Linked DNA regions of Sus scrofa: region 1 is linked to region 2. The links are chromatin contacts, called in public promoter capture Hi-C maps. All regions are on one chromosome and are shown on one strand. The core of a region is the stretch at or near the end of the contact, and the rest is flanking DNA. Distances in the headings are between cores, read along the strand shown.

What was found. Promoter capture Hi-C pulls out the DNA fragments that hold promoters and counts their contacts.
Region 1: a promoter capture Hi-C map of fetal liver shows a contact between it and region 2, with 4 times the contacts expected there. A contact is called at or near these places in 2 of 5 promoter capture datasets (fetal liver and liver), 5 of 47 Hi-C or Micro-C datasets (embryonic fibroblasts, epiblast stem cells, fetal liver and 1 more) and 1 of 2 datasets of targeted methods (alveolar macrophages).

Annotation. Positions count from the first base shown.
Region 1 is chr3:118,271,635-118,274,759 of Sscrofa11.1, reverse strand. It overlaps TTC32 (tetratricopeptide repeat protein 32), which reads right to left and starts at 1,647. Exons shown (of 4, transcript XM_003125338.3): 1 at 1,599-1,647; 2 at 1,497-1,596. The coding sequence starts at 1,647. It overlaps WDR35 (WD repeat-containing protein 35), which reads right to left. Exons shown (of 29, transcript XM_021087811.1): 27 at 1,497-3,125.
Region 2 is chr3:118,109,209-118,112,105 of Sscrofa11.1, reverse strand. No RefSeq gene overlaps it. Among named protein-coding and RNA genes, the nearest start is that of LAPTM4A, 41 kb to the left of the region's middle.

The sequences.
Region 1 (3,125 bases), core at 398-2,897, 160 kb before region 2:
AATAAGACAAGCTGGAGTTCCCGTGGTGGCTCAATGGTTAATGAATCTGACTAGGAACCATGAGATTGCAGGTTCGATCCCTGGCCTTGCTCAGTGGGGTTAAGGATCGGCATTGCCCTGAGCTGTGGTGTAGGTCACAGATGCGACTCGGATCCCACGTTGCTGTGGCCCTGGTGTAGGCTGACGGCTACAGCTCCAATTCCACCTCTAACCTGGAAACCTCTATATGCTTCAGGTATGGCCCTAGAAAAGACCAAAAAAAAAAAAAAAAAAAAAAAAAAAAAAAAAAAACAACAAACAAAAACGGAATAAGACAAGCTGACATCCTGTCAAGAAAAGTCAAATCCTTGAGGGAAAAGGAGAGTGATAATGCAGACAACACGAAACTGTCAAAAGCTGTTCATTCAAACCCTCCTTGTTCTCTCTTCTCATCCGACCACTCAACACCATCAACAAGAACAACCACAGCAAAACTTGGAGCACAGCAAATGTTACACCTTCAAGCATCAATCTGAGATTCTTTGGGAAAGCAGGTATTAGCAGGTGAGGTTGCTAACATCACAAAAAAGACAGGCATTCCACGCTCTCTGTTGGAAGTACACAGCACCACTTCTAACAGTACTCTCACCACAACTCTGCATCTGAATTGGGTCAACCTCAGGATTTAACTACCAACTCACAAGCCATGTAGGAGGCAGAGGGCCCTATTAAATGACATCGGGGGATGAATACTGCAAATCCGAAATAGGGGAAACTCTGGGGACACATGATTCGGTTTCCTCACCAAATCAACTGCAAGGCAGAAAAACGAAGGCGAGCCCTATACAGTGAATTTGATGTGCATCCCAACTGGAACCAACAGCTAAAAACAAACCAACAAAGCAAGAATTTTACGGATCAATCAGGAAAGCTCTAAAGCTGGATATTTGATATTTGATATGTGATACCAATGCCGAGGTTAGGTCCTTGTAAATCCTTAATATCTAACAATGTATCCTGAAACATCCATGGATGCATAATATTATGTCCGGGATGAACTAATGTTTAAGCCCAGTGATGGCTACCTGGAGGTCCATTATACTATTTCCATACTAAATTTATTTTCATTAGTGAAAAACAAAACACCTGCTGTGATGCTGTGGTTGAAGTCGCGGTACTTTGTGCGCGAGCGTGGCACCCGTGGCATCGCGCCCTCACCAGGTCGCAGATACCCCACTTGTTAAAATGACAGCTGGAAAAGCGCTATCCGCTCTAAGACCGGATCAGAGTAACAAGGAATGAAGACACTCAAGCTGAAAGGCAGCCGGTACCCCCGTGCTCTGACTCCCCGGTGGGTGTCCCAGAGGAACGCGAGGGGCCGCGGGCCAGGATACTCCCTTCACCGCCCTTCGGGAAACTAAACGAATGCCCGAGGTACCCTTGAGTGGTGAGATCAGACAACCCAGGCTACTCCCACCTAGCGGAGACCCCGCACCCCCACATCTCGCGATATTTACCTCCAGGGCGCCGCTCCCTCGGAGCCCGCACAGGCGCACTGGCGAATGTAAGCGGAGTACAGTGCTTCGGCCTCCGCATATTCGCCTTTCTTGAAATGACCTGGGCACGTGCGAGGGTTACGGGGCTTTCTTGCCCTTGCTGCCCTTCCATAGTAGTCGGAGACCTAGCTTTCCTTGTAGAACTGAGGGTGATTTCTGAGCGACTAGAGGCAGCACCACAAGGCCACTCCCCCACCCCGGAATTTATCGCGTAGGCAAAACCTCGGAGCAAGCAGGGGGGAAGTTTGTACCTTCCGCGGACCCGTCTTCTCGCGAGATCAGTGACACCGCCCCCGGAGGGCTCAGAAACTTTAAAACTTGTGCGGACAGAGACACTTCTGTAAAGTGCGGTTTTGTTGATGAGTGGTGCTTCCGCTGGCCTCGTTTCCAGAGAAGCAGTAGATCGGCAGCTCCAGACTGGTTTCTAAGACCGTGGTCAGAAGTTGCAAGAAGCTTTGCCCGTTGTTACAGCGAATGGTGGAGGATGCGGGGTGCAGTGGCTGATCGTGCTGGGAGCGTAAAAGACCTTGGTTTGTTTTACGAATGGCTAAACGGCCCGTGGAGTTACTGTTATCGCAGCACTTTTCTGGTTCTGCGTCCGCCCTCTAGACGGTATTTTCAGTCGGCTGGATTACATTGAGACATTTTGTGTTGAAATTCCAGGAGCTTAGTGTCCCATAGTCGTGAGTCTTATTTCAGACTCAACCTTTTATTAACTCCAAGGCCGTAGACTGCAAATTTCTCAACCTTTTAAAACCTCCAGAATAGTATAGGAATTGACTGAACTGTTTAGGAGTTCCCGTAGTGGCTCAGCAGAACGAATCCGACTAGGAACCATGAGGTTGTGGGTTCGATCCCTGGCCTCGCTCAGTGGGTTAAGGATCCAGCGTTGGTTTGAGCTGTGGTGTAGGTCGCAGATGCAGTCGCAGATGCAGCTCGGATACTGCGTTGCTGTGGCTGTGGTGTAGGCTGGCAGCTGTAGCTCTGATTAGTTCCTAGCCTGGGACCCTCCATATGCCATGGATGCAGCCCTAAAAGGCAAAAATAATATTAATAATAAATAAAATAAAATTACCTTAAAAAATAAAATACATAGGAATTAACCAAGGAGAGAAGGACTTGTATAATGAAACTGCAAATTGTTGATGAAGGAAATTAAAGCCATAAATAGACATCCCTTGTTCATACTAAAGCAATTTACAGATTCAATGGAATGCCTATCAAAATCCCAATGGTATTTTTACAGAAATATAAAAATCTATCCTAAAATTCATAAGAAATTCCAAGGGATGGATTCCAAATAGCCAAAACAGTCTTGAGGAATTCCCTGGTGACCTAGGGGGTTAAGGATCCCATGGTGTCACTATCTTGAAAAAGAATAAAGTTTGGGACTCACACTGAATTAAAAACTTATCAAAGCAACAGTAATCAAAACAGTGTGGATTTGCATAAAGACAGTCTTTTCAGTAAATGGTGCTGAAAAAACCATTTATTGGAAAGAGTGAAGATGGACCTAAATGCCACATTAAAAAATTAACCAAGGTGGATTAAAGACCTAAATGTAAGAGCTAAAAATTTTAAGTTCTCAGA
Region 2 (2,897 bases), core at 161-2,660:
GTTAGGGGTCCAATTGGAGCTCCAGCCCCTGGCCTACACCACAGCTCACAGCAATGCCAGATCCTTAACCCCCTGAGGTTCAGGGATGGAACCTGAAACCTCATGGTTCCTACTCAGATTCATTTCTGCTGTGCCATGACGGGAACTCTCCATGACTATTATTCTTAATTAAGCAGTCCTCAAAGTGATCTGGGGCCTCATAGGGGTTTCCAAGACCCTGTCCGGGTGCCCCAAAGTCAAAACAGAGGTCCTGGCAGCAGTGCAGTTTCTTTCCCGGACTCCTGACTTTTCTCCTCCATCTGAGCAGCCAGAGTGACCTGCACCCAATGCCACCTGACCTCCTGTCCTCCTACTTGCCTCCCCTCCTAGTTTTCTGGCATTTCCACAGGTGGGCTCTCAGGGCAGGTGGATGGGATGGTGTCTCCTTACCTGGGGGAGCATCCTGAAGCAGCCTCCTGCAGCTCAATGCAATGGAAGTCTCCTGTGTCAGCTTTAAATGAGTGGGATTTTGCATTACGGGTTCCATAAATCTTTTTGGAATAAATAAGTATTTTTGAACATTCACTTTTATGTATTTAGGAGTTCTCATCACGGCTCAGTGGTAACGAACCCAACTAGTATCCACGAGCATGCGGGTTGGATCCCTGGCCCCACTCAGTGGGTTAAGGATCCCCTGTTGCCATGAGCTGTGGTGTAGGTCGAAGATGCGGCTTGGATCTGGCGTTGCTGTGGCTGTGGTGTAGGCCGGCAGCTGCAGCTTCTATTTGACCCCTAGTCTGGGAACTTGCATATGGCACAGGTGCAGTCCTAAAAAAGACACACACAAAAAAATTATGTATTTAAATATGTTACTCTGAAGCAGACTCAAGAAAGGCAAGTTTCATTTTTATCTTGTGATTCCTGGATTTCTTTGCCTACCTTCAAATATCTCTGGAACCAGGGGTACCACCACCCCCGCACCTGTAGCTTGAGAAACAACAATTTCCAGAAAGAGTCCCAGCTCTCCAGGGGGACACTGGAGGACTTCCCTAACCCCGCCCTGTGAGGACCCTGCCCTGGACCTTGGGGTCTCGCCCCCTCCAACCTTTGCTCCTTTCTGGCTCTTCGTCCCCCCACCCCCGCCCCGGACGTCTCCTGTCCCCTGGAACGGGTCCTCTTTGGTCTCTGGTGTTGTTCCCTCTGCCCCTGCCTCTATCTGGCATCAGTCACTCTACTGTCCATTCTGTCATTTCGTTTGGCATTTGCGCCCTTGAAGCGGAAAGTAAGCCGAGTCTTTGCATGATGCTACGTGATGATCAGGCTTGCGGAGTCCGGTGATCCACGAAGCGGGAGGGGCGCCGCGGGGCCTGGCGGAGCCCGTGGGGGACTCGCCGCCAGTCGCCCCCGAGCCCGCAGTTCCCGCTCGGGCCGCGAGGTGGAGCGCGCTGGGCAGGAAGGCGCCGCCACGCCGCCTCTGCACCCCGGCCCCCCGAGGGATGCCCTGCGCTTGCCCGCCTCCCTCTGGGAAGGGCCGGCTTGGGAGAGCAGGATACCGGGAGGAAGCTGGGTGAGACCCAGCCGCGGACGTGCAACTCGATCAGGAACTCTCACATCTTGTCATGCCTCCTGGAACGCAGAGGTTCTCCGTACTTTTCCAAACAGTGACAACTGCCATCGTTGTCCCCCGAGGGCCTCTCCCTGTCATCTTGGGCCTGAAAGCTGCAGTGCGTTTGCTTTGCCACTTAGCAGCTGTGTGACCCTGGAGGAATGGCTGCACGGGTCTGGGCCTGGGTGGCCCCACCTGAAGAAAGTAGAGATGCAACTGAGATGCTACCTAGAGGACTTAATAGAAGGTGAAGAAGGGGGTTCCAGGTGTGATGTAGGCACACCCCCGCCGTGCTCCACTCCTGGTCTCTGCAGCAAGGGCCAGAACTCCACCCCGACCCTGCCCTTGCCAGAACCCCCAATGGGCCCAAGACCCTGCAAGTGTCGGTGTGTTGCCCCCCAGGCCCCTCAGAGCCCTGTGGGTTGGGAGCCAGGCACGTGAGACCAGGTCTCCTTGGCATGCATGATGCTCTGATCATCTGCGTTCCAACAATATCAGAGCTCAGAGGACGTGCAAGGAACCTCATGCCAACTTTCCAGGACCTTCCTGGAGACCTCTGAGTACCACGTTTTCCTGGGTCATCTCTGCCCTGTAACCAGTGTGCTTTGTTGGGGGAGGGGAACCGGGCCCCCCCCACCCCCCTGGCCTGTGTGCCCCCTGCTGCCTGTAAATTTGCAAAGAAGGCAACTTTCTTTTGTTGCGCAGCATGGCGTGTGTGGGGGGGGGGACGGGAGGGAGGGAGGGAGTGTGTTCTGAGTTAATATTGTTTGAAACCAATTTCGAGGTGATTGAATGAGAGGCTTCCTGTTTACATTTCACTGTGATAATTGCCTATTACAACAGGCTGGAAGGACCTGGCACCCTGGCTTTGAATACGCTCCATCTGAGCTCAGCCTGCCATGCTTTGGGAGTGCAGGCACCGGCCCCCATTGGGCCACGGGTTGGCTGGCATCTCTGTCCCCCTCCTAGCCTCTCACGAGGCCGTCACACTTGGCTTCCCCAGCCTGGACCTTGACTTCCTGGCTCCCGCCCCACCTTGGCTCCCATGCCTTCTGCTCGCTCCTCGTTTCCTGGTTTTCTCCTCACCCCAACCCCAACTCCAGATCGCCCACGAATTCTCCATCAGCCAGTCCTGAGGGCTTCCCACCATGCTTCCCTGCCTGTCACCCCTCACGTCTCTCAGGGACCCTGCATAGGCTTTGTTCACAATGCAGACCTGTCAACAATTTTTGGAACCTGAGCACCGCTCAGTGTTAGCTGTCCCTCCAGCGGGTGTGGCTGCAGGTCTGCTCCCTCACAATCCCCATCCCTC